Linked DNA regions of Mus musculus: region 2 is linked to region 1. Evidence: chromatin contacts called from public Hi-C data. All regions are on one chromosome and are shown on one strand. Each heading gives the region's core, a stretch centred on a gene start, on an enhancer-like site or on the middle of the called end of the contact. The rest is flanking DNA. Distances are from core to core; before and after follow the strand shown. Region 1 overlaps Ccdc3 (coiled-coil domain containing 3). Region 2 overlaps Cdc123 (cell division cycle 123).

What was found. Hi-C and Micro-C count contacts between places; a contact is called where the count stands out from the background.
Region 2: a Hi-C map of embryonic stem cells shows a contact between it and region 1, with 1.8 times the contacts expected there. The contact joins two enhancer-like sites. A contact is called at or near these places in 1 of 484 Hi-C or Micro-C datasets (embryonic stem cells) and 4 of 115 datasets of contacts at active chromatin or transcription factors (acute myeloid leukemia, embryonic stem cells and large pre-B cells).

Annotation. Positions count from the first base shown.
Region 1 is chr2:5,160,824-5,164,991 of GRCm38.p6, reverse strand. All of the region lies in intron 2 of Ccdc3 (coiled-coil domain containing 3), which reads right to left. Among named protein-coding and RNA genes, the nearest start is that of Ccdc3, 25 kb to the right of the region's middle. Within about 2 kb of position 2,076, at least 16 of the 459 cell types and tissues checked have an H3K27ac peak or open chromatin away from gene starts, as enhancers often do. A contact at or near this core is called in embryonic stem cells, where this site is marked.
Region 2 is chr2:5,799,424-5,803,591 of GRCm38.p6, reverse strand. All of the region lies in intron 10 of Cdc123 (cell division cycle 123), which reads left to right. Among named protein-coding and RNA genes, the nearest start is that of Gm29984, 24 kb to the left of the region's middle. Within about 2 kb of position 2,116, at least 104 of the 459 cell types and tissues checked have an H3K27ac peak or open chromatin away from gene starts, as enhancers often do. A contact at or near this core is called in embryonic stem cells, where this site is marked.

The DNA.
Region 1 (4,168 bases), core at 827-3,326:
TTCATTTTTCTCCCTGTGGCTTTTGTCTCTCTGTAGGTTGTGGTTACTGGCCTATCTCTATCTATCTCTTGTACCTGTCTGATCCGTCTGTCCCTACTACCCATGTCTTGTGCTGGGCGTCTGTTCTGTCCTGTGTGTGTGTGTGTGTGTGTGTGTGTGTGTGTGTGTGTGTGTGTGTGTGTACACACATGCATGCACGCACACGCGTGCACCTGTACCTAGTAAAAGTATTTACTCTGTTTTTCATGAACAACGGAGAAAACTTAGGATGGGAAAGAAGTAAGGAGTTCTTTCAGAAATCTTCAAGAGTTTTATGAGGAAAGAAGTTACTTTGCGCACCTAGAACAGCAAACAAAACCACATCCCATCAACCTGCATCCACATGCTGCATCCCCCATGTATGGGATCTTTGCTGACCTGTCGACAGTTCTCAGTAAATACTACAACACACACATACACTGTTCTGGGTAAGGGCAAGAAAGAGTACATAACTTCTGATTTAAGCTATGCACTTAACGTAGGTTGTAAAAGCTAACCACATGAGAAATCCCCTGCACAGTAAGTTCGATACACTGTTTTCTTAAAGGCGGGTTAGATTTAAACTTGAGAAGTTCAGTCTTAAGTGACCTCAAGGAATATTATTAACTTAGTTGCAAAGCTGGAAAAAGTTGAGGCTCTTTGGAAACTCTTACTACAGCCAAGAACTCCCTGTGGCCTCTTCTTTCGTCTGTCTCTCTCTCTCTCTCTCTCTCTCTCTCTCTCTCTCTCTCTCTCTCTCCCTCTCCCTCTCCCTCTCCCTCTCCCTCTCCCTCTCCCTCTCCCTCTCCCTCTCTCCCTCTCCCTCTCCCTCTCTCTCTCTCTCTCTCTCTCTCTCTCTCTCTCTCTCTGTGTGTGTGTGTGTGTGTGTGTGTGTGTGTGTGTGTGTGTGTCCCTCTAGGCAGTCCCTTTCCTAAGTTTAAATTAGGGTTATGGGCTTAGATCATCCCTTCTCCTCAAGCCCCTGATCCAAGCGAAGGCCAGTCTTTCCAGTAAACACCCTCCCCTCCGGGGTTTTCTCAACCTCTTTCCATCTCAGAAGAGTTAAGGAAGGTGCCCTTACCATGCATGGCACCCCATGCATCACCCTCCCCAAAAGAAAGGGGAGGCCCACACCCTAGTCTCCCATGAAAACAAACCCAAGTTTCATCTCCAGGTTCCCACCCCCCTGCCCTCACCAGCCCAGACTCTGCCTGGGCAGGTATATTCTGGAGTGCTAGGCAGCCCTACCTCTACCTGGCAGACATTAAATTAGCCTTATGCGATTCAGAAGTCTAGGAAAGGGGATTTTCAAAAGTGGAAAGAAATCCACCAGCCCAGTCCAGCCCGCTGATTTTCCAACTAGAGGAGAGGAAAATGGATCAACAAGAAGACAATCTTCCTACGGTCTCAGAACTTGCAAACTCCCCCTCCCACAGATGGGCAAAGCTTGCAGAACTGACTCTCACTAGCCTAGTGTCTGCTAGCCAGAAATCAAGTGGACAAAGTCCCGCCAGCCGTTTTTCTCATCTTACCAGCGCTTCTCACATATTACCACAGAAGCTTGCCACAGGAACATATACGGTATGCAGTTAACTAGTCGTTCTTACCAGAAGGGCTCAATGCATCCCGCTTTACCATCCCTCTCAGCTACGTTACCAAGAACAAGTTAGCCCACTCCCAATCTATAGGAGTGAGGTCTAGCTTCAATGGGTTGGAGCTAGCCAGGCTAAGAACCAGGTCACAGCTCAGGCCCCAAAGGTGTCTTCCACCGTGCATCACACTCTCTTCAGAACAGGAATGGCTAACCCCAGCATAGTTAGTTACATTTGTGTGTTTTGCCTCTGACTTCTGTGAGTCCTTGTATCAGAACCAGCTACATGGACAATGTCAGTTTGTCCTGCTAGCAGCTGGAGCACAGAACAACAGCCCAGATAAAGCCAGGAAGCGACCTCCGAGCCTCAGGGAATCTGGCTTCTGCAGTGCTGGCCTTGGAGCAGCCGGACAGGGAGTGGGTGGGGGTAGCAGCAGACACAGGCAAAGCCTGCCTGTGGGCAGATAACCATAAGAACAGCTCGGCAGGATTCAGTATTCACTCACACATTCACAGAGCATTTACTGAGCACATGGGAAACAAGCCACAGGGGTCAGGCCTGGCAAGATGGCTCTGCAGGTAAAGGACCTGACTTTGATTCAGAACCCACACGGTGGGAGAAAAAAACTGAGTCATACAAATTGTCCTAATTTCCAGATACATGCTGTGGCTTGCACATGTGCACATGCATGTACACACACACACACACACACACACACACACACACACACACACACTAAATATAATAAAATCTTTTACAAAGAGCACTGGAGTCAGAGGAGGGAGTGGGCTAGCAAAGGAGGTGCTGATATGGGGAATGGGATGGTCCAGAATTCTAAGACACACTCTGCCCTAAGAGGAGACTTATCAAACCAAAACTCCACAGTCACAAGGGCCAACATCTTGTGGGGTGTGCTCTCTTCATCTGGTCCCTGGGCTGCTTTCATCCATAGCATCACCACACAAACAGATAAAAACAGACACATGGGCCGTACATAGTGCTGTCTGTATACAAATAATTCAACCCTTGCTGAAAAGAAGACCAGAGAAGAGGGGATGAATCCTGAACCAGTGGAAGACAGAAGATGCTTGGAGTAGACGGACTGTTCTGAAAGACACACTAATGGCAGATACAAGCTATTCTGTATTTGCCCACACACAAATGTAACACCAAACATGGACCCTAATGAAAGCCATGGGGCCCGTGTGATAACAGTATCTATAACTGTAGGCTGACAGATCCTTAAAGCCATGTCCCACCCTGCTGGGGGTGTTGACAGTCAGGGAGGCTGCACATATGTGAAGGCAGCAGGTATGTGGGAGTTTCCTGCATCTCTATCCCACTTGCTGTGCTATAAGAAACAAAATCTATTTTTTTCTAGTTTGGTATATGTGTGTGTGTATAGGTGTGCTTACAAGTGTACACAGGTGTGTGCAGACAGTAGGGATCAATGTCTGATCTAATCCCTAGTTGTTCTTCAGTTTTGCTTTATTAGAGAGAGTCTCTCTCTCTCTCTCTCTCTCTCTCTCTCTCTCTCTCTCTCTCTCTCTCTCTCTCTCTCAACCTGAAACTCACTGGTTTGTCTAATTTGGCTGGCCAGTGAAGTTCAGGGATCCTCCTGTCTCCCCCTCCTTCCACAGTCAGTACTTTCCTAAGCTCCTGACTAAACCAACTCCCTGGTGCCAAATCTAATTTTTCCTTTTTTTTCCTTCCCCCAAGACAATGCCTCACATAGCCCAGGCTGGCCTCCAATTGCTACATAGCCTAGGATGACCTTGAACTTCTGGACCTCCCACGTGGCCATCAGTTTATGCAGTTCTGGGAATCAAACCCAGAGCGTCAGTCATGTTAGGCAAGCATTCTGCCAAGTAAGGACCACCCCCAGCCCGCAAACCTAGTCTTTACAAACCACTGCCTCCTCTCAATCATAAAATGATTAAATGGGGTGAGGGCTCTGAGTCACCCACTAGCCCACACTGTCTCTATACCAACGCTCTCCACAGCAGCCATCACCTCATGCTCTGGCCTGGACAAAGACTCTCACACGTCAGCAGAGGGCGCTGCACAGCATGGCAGGCTTCTGAGTGCCCCACCCCATGCCTCCCACCATCAGGGGTTCGGGCTCTGAAGAGGCATCCACTTAGAAGTCCAGACTCTGCCACCATGAGCTCTACCCCACGCTGCAATGGCAGGTAAATGCCCATGGGTCACAAGGCAGGCCCTTTGGGACTCACTAAACCTGAGACCCCCCCTTTCTCCCGTGGGACACTTCCTCGTCTGTGTCTCAATGTCTGTGCTGAACGCTGCATGGACATCTCACCTAGATCTCAAAACTCAGAAAGGGGACCATTCTTGTAGCCCATAGCCAAAGCTAAGGCTCGGTGACACTGAAGGACATAAACGCGCTTGCAGAGTTCATAAGAAACAGAGCTAAGATGCTACCCTAGGTCTGTCCCAGTCCAGATTCTGAGATGCCATCCACCTTCAGTAATTTCGGGACTGTCATTCCTCAGTGCTGCCTCGATGTCCCTGATGCTCACTGATACTGGATACATAAA
Region 2 (4,168 bases), core at 867-3,366, 640 kb before region 1:
GTCTCTGCTTCCTGAGTACTGGCATTGAAGGTGTACACTCAGATGGAATTTGTTATGTAAATCAGGTTGGTTTTGAACTCATGACCCTCTTGCTTTTGCCTCCTGTGTGATGGGATTACAGGGTGGTCCCTAAATATAGGACCAGCAATAGAACAAGTGAATAAATGACCACTTATGTCCTTCTTCACACTTCCTGGGAGGTCTAGACCTACTAAAAATCATTCATTGTATACACTTAACAATAGAAATTTGTCATTTGGTTCTTAGGTTTTCTCAAGTCAACTAAAAGGCTCTTTGTGTGACTTGCTTAAGCAAAGATGTAAATTTGTTTACATTTATTTTTTTTTCCTTTAATAGATTTTTCATTTAAACTTTTTGAATATGTTTATATTCATATTCATGTGGGAATCCTGCGCATGAGTGTGTATATTCATGTGGGCTGTGCACATAGCCAAAGGACAACCCCAGGTGTCATCCTCAGAAATGCTGCCTGTCTCCCCTGAAGCAGCAACTCTTGTTGGCTTGGAGCTCATCAATTAAATAAAGCGGGCTGGTCAGTGGGCCTCAGGGGTCATCCTGACTCCACCTCCCAGTGCCGGGGTACAAATGTGTAACAAGCATACCTTACATTTTTTCTGTGGTTTCTGGGGATCAAACTTGGGTCCCCAGGAAGATGAGGTAAGCACTTTACAGTTGAGTTAGCTCCCTAGCCCCAGATTAACACTTTTAACTTAAATTTATTTTTTATCTAATATATAAAAACATAAATTGGATATGAATTTAATGTTTGAGTGCATGTCTGCATCATGTCCTGTTTAGTTCTGGATTCCTTACATAAGTGAACTAATCCAGGCAAAGGGCAAGTACTACATGATTTCATTCATATGGGAAACCAAAGGAGTTCCTACTCAAATGTTTGTCATCCCTTTATGGTAAGAACATTCAAAATTCTCCCGTTTCTGGCCTGAGTTTACTGAACTGACAGCACATCCTCATTGTCTGGCAGGCACCCCAGCCTCCAGGATAGGTATAAGTGTCACTAGAGACGTTGGAGGTGACAGTATCCTATCCCAGTAGTTAAATGTTGGAGGCCCCAATGGTCTCCCCTCTGTGCAGTAGCATACAGAACTTCTTATTCTTCTTTATTAACTATTGATCATCTTCTGCCACGTCGCTCCCCACACCAGCCTCTGGTAGCCGTCTTTCTACCCTTGACCCGTGGAAGATCCCTGGTTGAGTTCACATATGAATGAGATCCTGTGGTATTTGCCCTTTTTCCTGGATTAGTTCACTTACATTACGCCTCCCAGTTCATCCGCATTGCCCCAGAGTACTAGGCAGCTATGTTTCTTATTGCTCAACAGTTCTGTTGTGTGTTTGGACCACATTTTCTTTATCTATTTGTCTGCACTTCCAGGTTGTTGTGGGTAGTGTGGAAATTGAGATTGGGGGACAACTGTTCTTTCAGGTATTCACGTCTTTGGATGTATGCCCAAGAACTGGGATGCTGGGTCATATGGTGTGTCTGTTTTTAATCTCTTTATTTATTTACATTGATCGTGTGAGAACATGGACTTGAGTGTGCTTCTGTCTTTCCACCATGTGGGTTCCTGGGATCAAGCCCAGGACCTCAGGTTTGTCAGCAAGTGCCTTCAAAGGCCGAGCCTCCCTAGGAGCCTCTTTAACTTTGTAGGGCACTTGCATGCTCTTCCTCAGCTAGACTAGCTTACCTTCCTCCCCACAGTCCGTGAGGACTCCTGGTCCCCAGATCCTTGCCAGTGCTTGTCGCCTTGGTACTTCTGGCTGGTGAGAGGCAGGTTCTCTGAAGACACATGTGAACACAGCACACATGCACACAATCACAAACACATCTGAAAGGACAGGGGAGCAGAGGTCGAGACAAGGAAGGATGCTTGGGAAAGTTCCAGCTGGACGGAAAGAAACCTCCGAGGCCTGGGAAGCAGGGTGAGTTCATAGACAGACATCTGATCCCGCAGGCAGGAGTCGCTTCTCTGCTTCCTGGTAAAGACGTTGGCAGCCTGCTGTGTGTGTCTGTGCTGTGCTAGCTGCTGTACTGCCCACAGGAAGCATCAAACAAGATAGCCTTGAACGTTGGAGGAAGTTATCTTGATGTGGAAGTGGCAGACTTGTGTTCGCGAGGTGTGGCCTGTGGCAGGCAGCATCTAGGCAGTTAGAACAGGGTAAAACCAGCCTTTTGTCTAGAACACGCTCCCTTCCCGGAAGGCTTTTATTATCATTTAGTTCTGTATCTCAGTCTGTATATGCTGTGGGGTAAGTGTTATCTGCCTGCAGTGTATAGATACTAAACTAGTTATTTCATATCGGCAGTTGAAAATGTTGGAACCTGCCAAGCTGCCTCCTGTCCCTGGCAAATGTCCTGATCACTAACTCAGTGGGGCTGACAGGTAGACGCAGCTGTTTAGCCTGTAAAAGAGTTGAGGAATTAAAGTGAAGTTGGACGAGTATATAAGTAATGGTAGCTGAGATCCTGCAGATCTGAAAAAGAGTTCATTTTTAAAAGCGAGAAGCATGCCAGTCTAAACATCCTGACAGTTTCCGTTCCGAGATTTAGACCATATTGTAAAACCCATTTGCATTTACTCAATGGTACGTGTATCAGAGTTTGTTAGACACTTTCTTGAATATATTATTTTGTGGCTATTCTTGTAGAAAGCTCACTCGTGTCTGTAAGTAGTTTGGCTCGTGACATATAACTGAAGTGTTTGTACCTAGTGACACTTTGGCGTGTCTATGTTTATTGTTGTTGGGCAACTTGATTCAGGGCTGTAGAGTCTTAACTGTTCTATGCACATCAGGTCAGTAGCCCACCCATTCTGTGAGTCTAGGATGGACACTGGGTAAGGTTTCAGAAGCCCCCTCAGGGATGATGATGTACGGCTAGAATTTAAAATCCTTATTTACATTGTGTGTGTGTATATAAGAGAGAGACACACAGAGGCAGAAGGTGGGGGGGTTTCACTGCATAGCTCTAGCTAGCTCAGAACTCACTATGTAGAGCAAGTTGGCCTGGAACTCACAAAGATCCATCTGCCTCTTATTTTAGAGTCTTAGAAAATCAATGTTGTTCCTTTCTAGTCTTTTCCCTGTGACTTGTGTTGCTGATAACTTGTTTTATTGCTTTCTGGACAGAATGTTGTTTAATTTTGAGTCTTGCTATTGTAAGTTTGGCTTTGTAACTTGATCATGCCAAACAAAGGAAGTCCAGCGTGTGCTGTGTTCTGCAGACTCATGGATCTAGACCAGGCTTGTTGCTGAAATATGTAGCTTTGGAAGCAAACGCGCATCCTTTTCAGATCAAACACATTTTCGGGGAAGGGATAGAATTACAGATGAGCAATACTGGCAGGGGTTCTTTGTGCTATTTCTTTATTTTTTATATGGAGACTTTATCACATGGGGAAAAAATCTTTCCCAATTTTTTTTCCTTTGGCCACTTGATTTTTTAGTTATTGAGCAACCGTGCATGTTAAAATCTTTTGGTTTCTAATTGTGTTGGTTTTTTAGTAATATATTTTGAAGTTGTGTTTTTAGATAACACTAATTCTATTTTGATGAAACATGATATAAATAAAAGGAGGAAATTTGGGTTTTGGCTCACTGTTTCAGAGGTTTCTGGCGGTGGCCACTAGGCCCCATCACTGTGAGCCTTTGGGGTGTGAGACATCAGAGAGGGGGCCGGGGAACAGAGCTGCGCTGATGGGCTTTTGTTTGCTTTTTCCCCTTGAGGGCCCTATTTGGAGTTTGTGGGTCTGCCCCTCAGGAGCTGCCTTTGGTAGCTGTCCTCTGTGGACACGCCTCAGCGGTATACTCTGAAGTGTGTCTCACCAGTCTCCAATCAAGTTGACGATGGAGATTAACCATAGCAGATCATTTCAATCAAAACCTTATCATTAAGTAGGGACCTTTTCTATTCCTAATACTAATTGGGCTTTTGTATGTTTTTCATTATATATTTTATCTGATATTAGTAGTGCTGCAGGCTTGGGTTTGTTTTGAGAATTATTCATTGTTTCTAATGCTTTCATGTTTAGCTGTCTTATATACAGATTGCTGCTGGGTTATTTTGATCTCTTGCTGTGTGATTTCTTTTTGATCTCGTTGGTGTTTGTTCACATACTTGTTGCAG